Linked DNA regions of Arachis hypogaea: all the other regions are linked to region 3. Evidence: chromatin contacts called from public Hi-C data. All regions are on one chromosome and are shown on one strand. Each heading gives the region's core, a stretch centred on a gene start, on an enhancer-like site or on the middle of the called end of the contact. The rest is flanking DNA. Distances are from core to core; before and after follow the strand shown.

Region 1 (4,204 bases), core at 803-3,302, 79 kb after region 3:
ACCAATTTAAACTTTAAATTTGCACATAAAGCTTCTAATTTTGTAGTAACTAGCTAGCTATTAGGGGTGCGGTACAATTTGGTTTGGTTTTTGAGAGAAAAGTCATCCGATCCAATCGTTTAATTAAAGTGCGGTTCAGTTTGGTTCGGTTTTTTTCTCGAAGCCATCCGAACCAAACCAAACCAATTAAATTCGGTTTGGTTTGGTTCGGTTTGTTCGGTTTTTTCAATAATTCAAAAAAAATATATTACCATACTATTTCACAAAATCATAACATTGAAATCGACAAACACAAATACACAATAGCTAATAATAATAATAATAATAATAATAATAATAATAATAATAATAATAATAATAATAATAATAATAATATAGCACTAGTAGAAAATCATTCTAATCTAATTATACATTCTAATAGTTATACATTCTAATAATAAAGAGACATTGAGATGAATGGATTAATAGACATTGAATATATACATTCTAATAATAAAGAGACATTCTAATAGTTATACATTCTAATAATAAAGAGACATTGAATATATAGACATTGAGATGAATGGATTAATATGCTGCTGACTTTCCTGCAATTTGTTGAGCTCTCAGAATGTTGTTGCGCCTTCTCCACCAGCAAACTGACCCCCCCCCCCACAAGTGCCACCGCCATGAAACTAACACCTAATCCAATGCCCGCTCTATCACCCCCAGAGAGACCACGTCCACAGCTAGGTAAACTAGGTATACCACACAGTCCTCTGTTATCCGTAAAACTGCGTGCACCCAAAACAATATCAACATTACATTGTGTTATTCTGAACATTAATCATCCATTCATAATAACATAACATACTTGAAGCTAGCTCTGTGCAATAGTCTTCCTCCTAGACTTGCTGGAACACTTCCAGACAGCCTATTCCCATTTAGGTTCCTGCATCCACACAACTTTAGTACTGATTTCTCATTGTCTTATAAGTTTCATTTCTTCAACTTTAGACAATCTTATAGTCTCTGTAATGATGTCAACTCTCCAAGACTTTCTGGGATTGCTCCTTCCAAAAAGTTATAGGATAGATCACTGCATGATTGATTATTATGCCATTTAGAAACTGCATTACTATGATAATCAAACTTCTTTTCAATAACATAGATTATAAATTAACCGTTTATGTTTCTATTAATCCAGCATTCCAGCAATAAACTGAAAAATAAATCTATAACCAGCAATCCAGCAATACCAAATTATCAATAATAAACTGAACAATACACTGATCTCAATACACTGAACAATAATTTAATAACCAGCAAATTAAACAGCAATAAACAGCAATCATATTAACTTGAAATGGTTCAAATTAAACAACAATAAATAGCAACCATAAACAGTAATAAACACTAAACAGCAACCACCAGTAAACAGCAAATGGTTCATATTGACTCGGGCTCCATATTGACAGTAAACATCAATAAACAGCAAATTACCTGAATCGGTGGCTCGGGCTCCATGTTGACTTGGGAGGAAGGCTGACTGGGAGACTCGGAGGTGCTGCTGTGCTGGGAGTGGGTTGAACTGATGATAGTGGCGCTGAGTGGGAGAACCCAGAAACACTGCTGGCGCTGGGTGGTGGCATCTCAACGACGACGGCGTGGTGCTGTGCGTGGGCGACGGCGTTGTGCTGTTGGTGGCGTCTCCGTGAAGAGGAAGGCTTCGGCGTGGTGCTGTGGGTGGCGTCGTGCTTTGGGGATTTGGAGAAGAGAGAGCGAGAGCGATTGAGTAGTAGAGACTAGAGAGTAGAGAGCGCAGCCGCAGGTTACGGATTGGGAGTTTGGGGGGTTAGGGCCAGGGACGGCCGGGGGGGGGGGGCGCTCTCACACTCGCGCAGGCAGCAACTTTGTTCATTTGGGGAGTGGGGGTCTGGGGGGTGGGGTTAGGCATTTTTAGGGTTTTTTCCGAACCGGTTCGGTTCGGTTCGGTTAGGGTTTTCAGAGTCAAAACCGAAAACCAAACCGAACCGCACAAAAAACAGCAAAATTAGTGTTTTTCAGTTTTTTTGGTTTTCGGTTAATTCGGTTCTCGATTTTTCGGTTCGGTCCGTCAGTTTATTTCGGTCCGGATCGGTTTTGAATACCCCTACTAGCTATATATATATATATATATGTGGTTAATATCCTCCCATAACATTATATGATGGAAGTGTCATATGTGATCACATACATGTGAAAGTAACTATAAATATATTTATTCTTGTGCAGCCAAAAATAACCATAAAGATGCAATTGGATTGTGACAGATGCTGAACAATGGAAAACAAAACTCTTTGTTTCATTGTTTCCCTTGAAAATGAAAAAAGAAAAATAAAGGAGATTCATATCATCAGAAAATAAACAAATGCCCACATTATGAGAAATCAACAAAAATCACATTAACCTAAAAATTAGATTTTTGAGTATCAATGAACATGAACATTTAACCATATTAAACATCTGATCAAAAAATAATTGTTACAGCTAATTTTGACCAGTTTTATAGGTGCAAGTCATTAGCAAAGACTGGAGTCAGGCTAATTCTAAACTAATCATTGGCCTTTGAAATAGAAAAATAAAATACAATAAATTAAGAAAACGGCTTAATGCACATCACTAAGTCAGAGGTACAGTTTTTGGGTTATACAAATTCCATTAACTTGTTATCAATTGTTCTAATAATAGAAAAGATGATAAAATCTTTTGTAGTAATATACAAGTCACTTTCACTTGGTCTACCACGAAGACAAGAAAAGCCAAAAATTCACAAAATGCTTTATCATCTCTTCATTTTAAATAAAATACATAAACATCATAATTCTCAAAAAAATCCAAATTATTACATATGATTCTAAAAATCACTAACACAAAACAAAACAGTAAATTGGTACCAAATCAAGAAGAAAATGATTAAAGTGGACCAATTTGAATTACAACCTCACTAATGAGTCAATCACTAAAAATATCACTAATGAGTCAATCACTAAGAACATAACGTCTCATATAACTCCATGCTCATCAAAATAATTAAGACAGGGCATCTTCCTCAGTGTCAATTGAACCTTTTAATGTTATTATTTCAGTCTTAAGTAACGAAATACCATATTCATCCCTACCAAGTTCAATCATCAAGTCATAACCTAACACCTAAAATCAACCATAGAAAGAGTGACATATATAGAGAATAGTTACTTGGGTAAACATTATATTCATAAAAGTTGTAATTAAAGAGCTGCAACTTTCTAGCTTAGTTCAATGAAGCTAAATTTCCAAATGTGTTCATGTCAGTTTATTTATTTATTTTTGAACTGCTGGCTGCATTTTTCAATTAACCATAATATTAGCCAATGGGTAACACACTTGAAAAAATAGAATGCCCCCTCCTTCCTTTTTCTCAAAGAAAAAAAAACCCACATCTTTAGACACATCAACCAGCCAAAATTATCAAATGGAACTGCAAACCATAAGTACAAGATTACAAGAAACAACTACAACCAAACCTTTTTCTCACTAAACCTATGGTTGATATAATATATAACCATAGTTTAATAGTTTAATAATATATTAATGTTAATAGGTTTCTTGTTCCAATAATAGCTTAGCCTTTACTCCATCTGCAATAATGTCTTGTTCCAATCTCACTATGTTGGTGTCCTCAAAACCTTCTCTTTCTGATGCCTCCAACCTCTCCTTCCATTCTGTTATCAACCCTTTTCAGCTCCCTTCACAAAACTCACCCTCATGCAGCCTCTCACGTTCTTCTGTCACCCAAGTACAGTGTGGTCTCAGAGAGCTCAGAAACCGCATAGAATCTGTCAAGAACACATAGAAGATCACAGAAGCAATGAAGCTTGTTGCTGCCACTAAAGTCAGAAGGGCTCAAGAAGCTGTTGTTAATGGAAGACCCTTCTCAGAGACTCTTGTTGAGGTCCTTTACAACATCAACGAGCAGCTCCAAACTGAGGAAATTGATGTCCCACTCACAAAAGTTAGGCCAATGAAGAAGGTAGCACTGGTTGTGTGCACTGGTGATAGAGGTCTTTGTGGTGGTTTCAACAATAACATCATCAAGAAAGCCGAAGAAAGAATTGCTGAATTGAAGGATCTTGGTCTTGACTACACTATCATTAGTGTTGGCAAGAAGGGTAACTCTTACTTCCTCCGTAGGCCTTATATACCA
Region 2 (3,961 bases), core at 1,176-3,675, 100 kb before region 3:
TACATCCGAATGGTCACTACTACTACTGCTACTACTACTACTACAACAAAGAAGTGTTATCCCACTTGGTAGAGTCAACTAAATAGACCAAACGACAATAGGGTGCCTTTCATAAATCATAACTGTACCCATGTATACTTAAATAGTTAAATCTCTTTGAATAAAACAACAATCATACATATTCTAAACAATCAACAACTTACTGAATGTTACATGCAATCACGGACATCCTAATAATTAGAATATTTACACTATTGTTCATCCATTCCTATCCTTATCAAAAAAAGTCATGATTAATTTGAAAATTAATAAATTGGAAGGGGGGAAAAACATCAAAGTACCTCAAAGAGTTCATTTATGTTGTCTGCTGTCTTTGCAGATGTCTCTATAAAGAACATTCCGTTCTTCTCTGCATAGTCAATGCCATCCTTCACGGAAACAATGAAGTATACTCTATGAGAAAACAAGAGACTCGAGTCTCTAATGAAAAATAGAAATATATTGAGGAGTATTGCAATACCTGAACAGCCACCTCTCGCTTCTCATGAAGATCAGCTTTATTACCAACCAATGCCAGAACTATTTCAGGGCTTCCGTGCTTTTGTAGCTCCTACAAAATTAACAATACTTTAGATCCTGAAACAAATTGACAGAAAATGTAGAAACTCAAGCTATTCCAATCTAATCAATGTAACAGACAAAAAGATATTCTTAGAATTGTAAGCCTAACTCAAAGGGCTAGTTCAAAGGGGGAGGACTTCGCAGTGATTCCCACATCCTAATGACTAAACCCAAAAAGAAATCACAATATAGAACCATGTGATAACTACCAAACTACCTTAACCCAGTATTGTGCTTTGCTGAAAGATTCCGGGCTTGTAATATCATAGACAATAACTGCAACCGCTGCACCACGATAATATAGGGGTGCCAATGCAGCATACCTGAAATAGATTTCATTAGCAGTCAAATTTTATTTCCAGATGAGAAACATAACATTAGCTGAGTTCTCCAAATTGTCTGTATAATAATATACTGTGTAATCTGGAAAGAAAAAGGGATTTACCTCTCTTGACCAGCAGTATCCCATATTTCAAACTTAACTGTTGTAGAGTCTTGCAGTGCTATCGTTTGCGACAAAAAAGATGCTCCAACAGTTACCTTATATTACAAAGTCTAAAGGAGATAAGAATCCTATTATCAAGTAATTTTCATAACATATCTATCTGAAAGACAATGTGCATAGCTTAGCTGCATTTAGCATGACCAAACACCATATAAACACGTTTACCTCAGATTTATTAGGAAAATTTATGTAAGTGTTTTGGAGAGAAGTAACGGAAGCAATATTGGTACCTTGGATGTTGGATCGAATTGACCACGGACAAACCGTAGAACAATACAGCTTTTACCGACGCCAGAATCACCTAAGAGAACAAGCTGTGTTCAACAACATTTGAAGGTTAGTTATTGGGCCTTGTAAAATTGAACAACAAAATATCGGAGGTTTAACAATTAACGGCATCATTAAAATTAAGTTTAGCTAAATAATTGATCACAACGTAAACAAAATCCAGGAAATAAATAAGTTCCAAACTTAAACCACCCCCCCCCCCAACAACACACACACACACGAAAAAAAAAAACCGAAACTTCCCTGACTTCCCTTTTCTAATAAAAAACGAATTCAAACGTACAAGATCAAAATTTTTAGAAAAAAATATCATTATCCATAAAATACCTTAACACGAAGGTTCTTGGCGTCCTGCCCTCCACCATTCTCAGAATTGTCTCGACCAAGCGGTCTCGAATCCCTACCTGTATTCAATTTCATCCAGAAACCCTCGTCAAACCTAAAAACAAGAACAAAAAAAAATGTTCCAAATTGCCCCAACCCCGATAAACCAAAACCCCCAAATCAAAATCAAAAGCAAAATTACTCGAAAAATCCAAACTTTTTAAATCCCCTTTTCAGCTCACGAGCTAAATTAACCTAAAAAATTAAGAATTTGGATAAAAATTGAAAAGAATTGTGTGTACCTAGAGTGGAGGAGCCACAGCCCATGGTTCAGAGAGGAGAGAAATGGAAGATGCGGTCACAACTCACAGCACTCGCTATGAAATTTGGATCCTTTTGTGCGTGTGTTTTGTTATGGTTGTTGGAGTCCCAAAAAGAAATTGGGGCCAACAAAGCACACAATCTGGTACAGTTAAGGGTTCGTTAATGGAAGGTTTGATTGTAAAGTTGGAAGTTGAAACTGACTTCAAAGTATGAAAAGTTTTTGAGATGATTTGTTTTGTTTCTGCTCTGTTTCTTTCTGCCGTGTGAAAATCGTTGCCTTCGTGAGGACAAGAATTTCGACGGCGGATAATCTCGTCGCAAAATAATGACTAAATGTGATTAAATTAATAAATTTTGTTAGCTCAGTTATTAATTATATTATGAATATTTTATATATATTGCAAATTAAGAATTTCATTTTTTAATACCATTAATATATTAAAATTTTAATTTTAATATTTATTTTAATAAATATTTTTAGAACACTTATTAATTCATAAAAATTTTTGCTAACTTATCTCTTAACAAATTATAGTTATCTCAATATTCTCAAACTCAAAAGTGATGCTACTAGAATGAAATTGAATGAATTTTCTTATTACTTAACATAACCGATCCGATTTGATTCAATTCATTATTTTGCAATGCATCTTGTTCTAGATGATAATAAGTATCGAGAATTTGACCACACGAAACGGAATCATACATTACCAGCATTACAAAGAATGTGAATAACGTAAGAATTAAAAAATAATATTGAATCGGTAAAATGGCGGGTAAATGAGATAAAATGTATATTCAAGGCAGTAAATACTTAACGAATACTAAGAAAATATATAAAACGTGGGCTCCACAAGCAGGTAACACACATATTCTTTATCTCTACTAAGAACTCTACTGACTTAAGTTTTGGAGTGCATTTACAGGTTGCCCTCTGGACTGGTGCGAAAACAATCCATCTCGGGATCTCGATAACTCATAAATTCGTATCAACCTCTAGGTACGAACATGGGCACCGTCTGTAGGGACCCTAAAATTGTTTCATAACTATGGCCGATCACAAAATTCAATCCACCGTTGATTAGAACACGCTTCACAAGGAAAAGCACCACGAGGATGGTCGTGAAACTGATCCCAATTCCACTGATAAACATCAAATCCCATAGGGTTCGAGCACAATACTAGAGCTCGCTGCATTGTCAGATTAGGACTGGTAGACTATGCCCATGCAATGCAAGAAATGCGTCACAAGATGCAGGAAATGCAGCGTAAGATGCATGAGTTAGAACGTAAGCTTGAAGAACGTTCGCAAACTCAGCGATGCCGATCTCGAAGCCATACAGCTAGATATCGACGAAATAGCCAGGAAAGGATGACCCTGGAAAGATCTCAAGGTTATTGGCATGAGGGTGATCATCGGCGAACTCGGTAAGAGGGAACTAATTCCCAGTCTGCCCAGTCTAAAAGGAAATAGACTCCGAACAGGAGCCCAAGTCCTAGACGATATAGGGATTCTAGGGAACATGTAATCATGGGACAAACCCAGTTTGTCTCACATGTCCTCCAAGTCAGATTGCCTAAGCATTTCGACAAACCAACAGATCTCAAATATGAAGGAAAGTATGATCCCCAGGAGCACATAAATTTGGAAGGGGTAGGAGACTACAATAAGACATCAAGTATCTTATGATGAGAGTAGCTCATGAAAAGAGCAACCCGCATAAGAAAAGCTTGTAACATCACAACCTTACAATATATGCATTATTCAAAATATGTGCACTATATGATTTCTAACTTAGTTCCTCTTGCGACCCATGTTAATTTAGGCATCGGAGTCCTTGCAGGAACACCTTTGGGAATGATGAACTTGGGACATTAGAAACTCAGAATAGGATGATG
Region 3 (4,209 bases), core at 1,103-3,602:
AGCATATAAATAATGATCTTCATAATACAATGACATCTTATATTTAGAAGTTATTATTATGGCTTCTACCCTACCTAGATGTAAGTATTATAAGTTAATAATTAAATAATGTTAATATTTTAGTATTAATAAATAAAATTAATTTTTAGTATATATTTTATATTTTTTATTTATTATATATGTTTAATAATATTTTATTATTCTGATTAATAAAAATATTATAAAATATTGACTTTTGAAAAAAACTAAAAATATTTGAAGGGACTATTTTAAAATGAAAAAATAACCATTTGTATTCATGGACTTTACGATCACCAATAAAAGTACTCATCAAAGAAGGAAACTAATGTTGTACCCATCAAAGATGGGTTTCGTACGGCAAAAGTACCCAAACCATAAATTTTTATTGACTTTCTAATAAAATTCTCAAATTACCCTTAATCTTTATCTTTAATTTCAACTTCATCATCACTTCTTCTTCCCCAAATGCCAAACTTTCACAACAATTGCCACCCAAACATCCCTACCACCTCTGAAACTCTACCCTCTTCTGTATCTGACACACCTAATACTCCGTTGTCCGCCACTTTTGCTTCCAATCCTCAACTGTTACCCTTCGAAACGTCTCCCTGTTGCTACACGAACCTCCCGAAGATGACATCATCGTCAAATCGAACGTCATCATCGAAGGCCCCGCCTCACCGGCAGCCGTTGTATCGCACGACTCCACCACCGTGAGTTGTTCTCTCGGCGCGATCCCCTTCTTCAATTTTGACGACGGTCTCGGTGCGACCGCTACCTCTTCTCTCGCATGATTGCGCTTGACTTGGTGAAACATGTGAAGTTTGGAGTATTCGTGGCTACTGTCGGCTACCTATCCAGCCTCCTCAGCGGCGGAATCAGGCTTCTGTTTGTGTTCGTAAAGGCGTGGTGGAAGAACGATGAGTTTGGGTTGATGATGGACAGAATAAACAATATGTATTCGATGATGGACATTCATGTGACGAGTATAATAAGTTACAAGCCGCCGGAAGGAGAGGGATCGGTGGCGGGTGTAGGGATGACAAAGAAAGGGATTCGAACATAGGAGGGTTACGGGGAAGGGAAGGGGAATGAGGACTTTGTAATGGTGAAAAATGAAAGTGGGGTGTTTGGGCTGCAAGATTTGTTGAAAGTGTTGGCGGAGGTGCTTCGAAACAAGGGATTTGGGAAAGAAGAGGGAATAGAAATGAAGTTGAAGATAAAGAGTGTGGGTAATTTGAAAATTTTATTAAAAAGTCAACAAAAAAAATTAGAATTTGGGTATTTTTGTCATACGAAACCAACCTTTGATAGGTATAACATTAGTTTCCTTCTTTAGTGGGTAATTTTGTCCGTGTTCGTAAAGTTCATCAGTATAAATGATTGTTTTTCCTTTTAAATTTTTTCAAGAACTGTTTTAAAACTTTTTAAATTTTTCGGAAACTGTTTTATCTTTCACCGTGAGGACTGATTTATCTAGCTAGTTCGTGCATGTGGACACTTAACAGCTATCTGTATTAGTTAATGTTTCACATTAGCAATCATCATTAATGATTAACAGAGGATAACTGCTATTGGAGATAAACATTAGAAACTATTCTATATATTTTAAAATCTGACGGACTAAAATCTCTAATTTTAAAATTCTCATGAACTAATTTTGGTAATTATTTAAAAAAATGTTTTTCTAATAAAATTAACATGCAAGATTCATAAATTACACTATAAACTTTATTTTGAAAAAGTTAGCTACAAAGTTTCAACTAATTTGATTAATGCATAACATAGTAAAATTATATTCCCTCCAGCTGCAGTCTCCCTCTCACTCTCAGCGACATTGCTGAACGCTTTCTCCTCCATCTCCTCCCCTGTCAAGTGAAGATTGTTTGCGATGTAACCAGGAGAGGAATTAGGGACTACCTTCCTTCAATTGGTGTGGTATCTAAGATACCTATCCTCTTCACTCTCTCATGATATTGACTGGGTCCCGCTGTGCAAGCTTTCGTTGTTCTGCTGCTGCCAATTTTCGGGGTGCTTCACTCTTTAGGATCGTCATCAGCTCGGCCTGAGAGGGCTGCTTCTAAGCTTCTTTGCTTTGAGGTTGGCGATTCGGTATTCCCTCTTGAAGGTGTATTGTTTGTTTTTTGTTTTGGTCATTGTTATGGGCCACAATAAAGGATTACAATTTAAATAGGAAGGTTTATCGTGAACTATGTGTTTTTAACTTTTTATGCGTCATCTTTTTTGTTTTCATGAAGTTGCCATCCATGAGATTTTTATACGGCCCAGAATATGATTTAAGAAGAACATATAATCAGCTTTCCAAAAAAAGAGAACCATATAATTTAAACTGGGCTCAAGGCCTCACCACGGACGATCCATCTTTCAAACATCACAAAGTAAGTAGTCCAACTCCAAATTAAGGTTTTTCTCATCATAAAAAAAACATGTTTTTCAGTTTTTTACTTTCAGTATTGAACAAAAAGGCAGTGGTAAACAGCACTAATCCTTATAGGCATTCATCTCGACATCCAAAACAAAAATAGTGTATCCATGTAGGAATACATTACCAGTTCAAGTATACCAGCCTGACAAAAAAAAAAAAAAAACCAAAAAAAATACCAATTCAAAGAATTAATTTGGATTGGTCGAGTCAGCTCACTTATTCGCTTAAATAAATGAGTGAGTTAAAAGAGTTCGAATTCTGCTGTGTATATGTAGTAACGGATTAGTCGTTAACCTGTCATAGACAATAAAAAAAACTTATCTGTCCAAAGAAAAAACGATGTGCATAAAATTTGGTGGCAATTCCCATCTAACTAGACACCCAAAAAATTCTCATCTAACAGTTAAAATAAAGGCTAAAGTATCAAAATAAACCAGTAAATATTTTTAAAAATATTGATAAAAATAATTATATAAAATAAAACTCACTTCATAATAATCATCTAATATTATTTCGATTCAATACCAAAAGTTATTAGCTGCTTTATGTGCCATCTTATCTTTTACTCTAGCATTAGGACAAAACTTTAACATTTGTTTTTAGCTAATAGAGATCATCTTATGTGATTGTTAAGGTTTTATCTTTTATAAATTTTTTTTTGCAACTTTTTTTTTTAAATTTTTATATATAATACTTTTGGAGGTTTATTCTAAAATAAAATTTAAAGTAAAAATGTTGAAATGGAGTATAAAGAGTATGTACTCTTTTTGCTGTCGTTTTACGAATTTTTCTTTTTCTTTCTTTCTTTTCAACCTTAATTTTTTTAATTTTTTTTTATTCTTTCAAATCTTTTATTTATCTGAATCCATTTTTATCACTTTCTCTCCTTTTTTCACTCATTTTATTCTTTTTATCTTTCTATCTTTCTATCATCACATCCTTATTTGTATCATAAATTCAAAAGAGAAGTAAATCCACATCCAAATTCAAGGAGCATGGAAAAAGAGGAGAAATTGGTGTTTGTGGCAGAAAAAGACTTCTTAAGAGACTGGAAGCATGTATAGAGCTTGTGACCAAGAAGATGTGTGTTCAACAAGAACATATGGTTGATCAGAAGGTAGAGAGTGCTAGCCGGTCAATGACACCCCAAGACCCATGAGAATGTTATCATAGAGTTGTCGGAATTCGGGGAGATCCCTAACAGTTCACAACCTTAAAGGGATAGTTCAATCCCACTTCTCTGAGTTGGTTTTTCTTTATCATTCAGGGCTTGTAACTACTCTAATTGGCAAATTGTTGATCCTTTTGGTAGTGCGGGTGGACTTGCATTGGTATGGAATGATGATTTTGTTGTTCAAATTTTCAGTTGTTCTGAGTGATATGACTAAGATAAGGCCCATCAGTTTGTCCTCATTAGTTGTCTATAAAATCATTTCGAAGATACTGGTCCACAGATTTTAAAGGTGTATGAACAAAGTAATTAGCCCTACTTAAAGTGCATTTTTGAAAGGTAGACTTATTTCTGATAACATTCTTATAGTACACAATTGTACACACTACCTTAAAACAAAAAAAAAGCGAGATTTGAAATATGAAATTGCACTCAAGTTTGATATGAGTAAAGCCTACGGCAGGATGGTGTGGCATTTTCTATGGTTTATTATGGAGAAGTTGGGTTTTGAATCGAGATTCATTGACTGGATTCGTGAATTGTTGACAACCATTTTTTACTCTGTTGTTGT

Evidence for each region. Hi-C and Micro-C count contacts between places; a contact is called where the count stands out from the background.
Region 1: a Hi-C map of an unstated tissue shows a contact between it and region 3, with 3 times the contacts expected there. The contact joins the promoter of LOC112776091 here to the enhancer-like site in region 3. A contact is called at or near these places in 3 of 8 Hi-C or Micro-C datasets (leaf and an unstated tissue).
Region 2: a contact with region 3 is called in a Hi-C map of leaf, with 2.1 times the contacts expected there. The contact joins the promoter of LOC112776280 here to the enhancer-like site in region 3. A contact is called at or near these places in 3 of 8 Hi-C or Micro-C datasets (all in leaf).

What each region holds. Positions count from the first base shown.
Region 1 is chr19:144,629,096-144,633,299 of arahy.Tifrunner.gnm2.J5K5, forward strand. LOC112776091 (ATP synthase gamma chain 1, chloroplastic-like) reads left to right here and starts at 2,053. Exons shown (of 1, transcript XM_025820075.3): 1 at 2,053-4,204. The coding sequence starts at 3,869. LOC112776092 (a long non-coding RNA gene) reads right to left here. Exons shown (of 3, transcript XR_003189789.3): 2 at 854-1,078; 3 at 353-773. It overlaps LOC112780095, which reads right to left and starts at 295. Exons shown (of 6, transcript XM_025824434.2): 1 at 1-295.
Region 2 is chr19:144,450,289-144,454,249 of arahy.Tifrunner.gnm2.J5K5, forward strand. It overlaps LOC112776280 (ras-related protein RABF1), which reads right to left and starts at 2,426. Exons shown (of 8, transcript XM_025820376.3): 1 at 2,041-2,426; 2 at 1,742-1,818; 3 at 1,357-1,440; 4 at 1,067-1,161; 5 at 839-944; 6 at 521-610; 7 at 342-428. The coding sequence starts at 2,065.
Region 3 is chr19:144,550,074-144,554,282 of arahy.Tifrunner.gnm2.J5K5, forward strand. No RefSeq gene overlaps it. Among protein-coding and RNA genes, the nearest start is that of LOC112776575, 44 kb to the right of the region's middle. Within about 2 kb of position 2,353, at least 3 of the 3 cell types and tissues checked have open chromatin away from gene starts, as enhancers often do.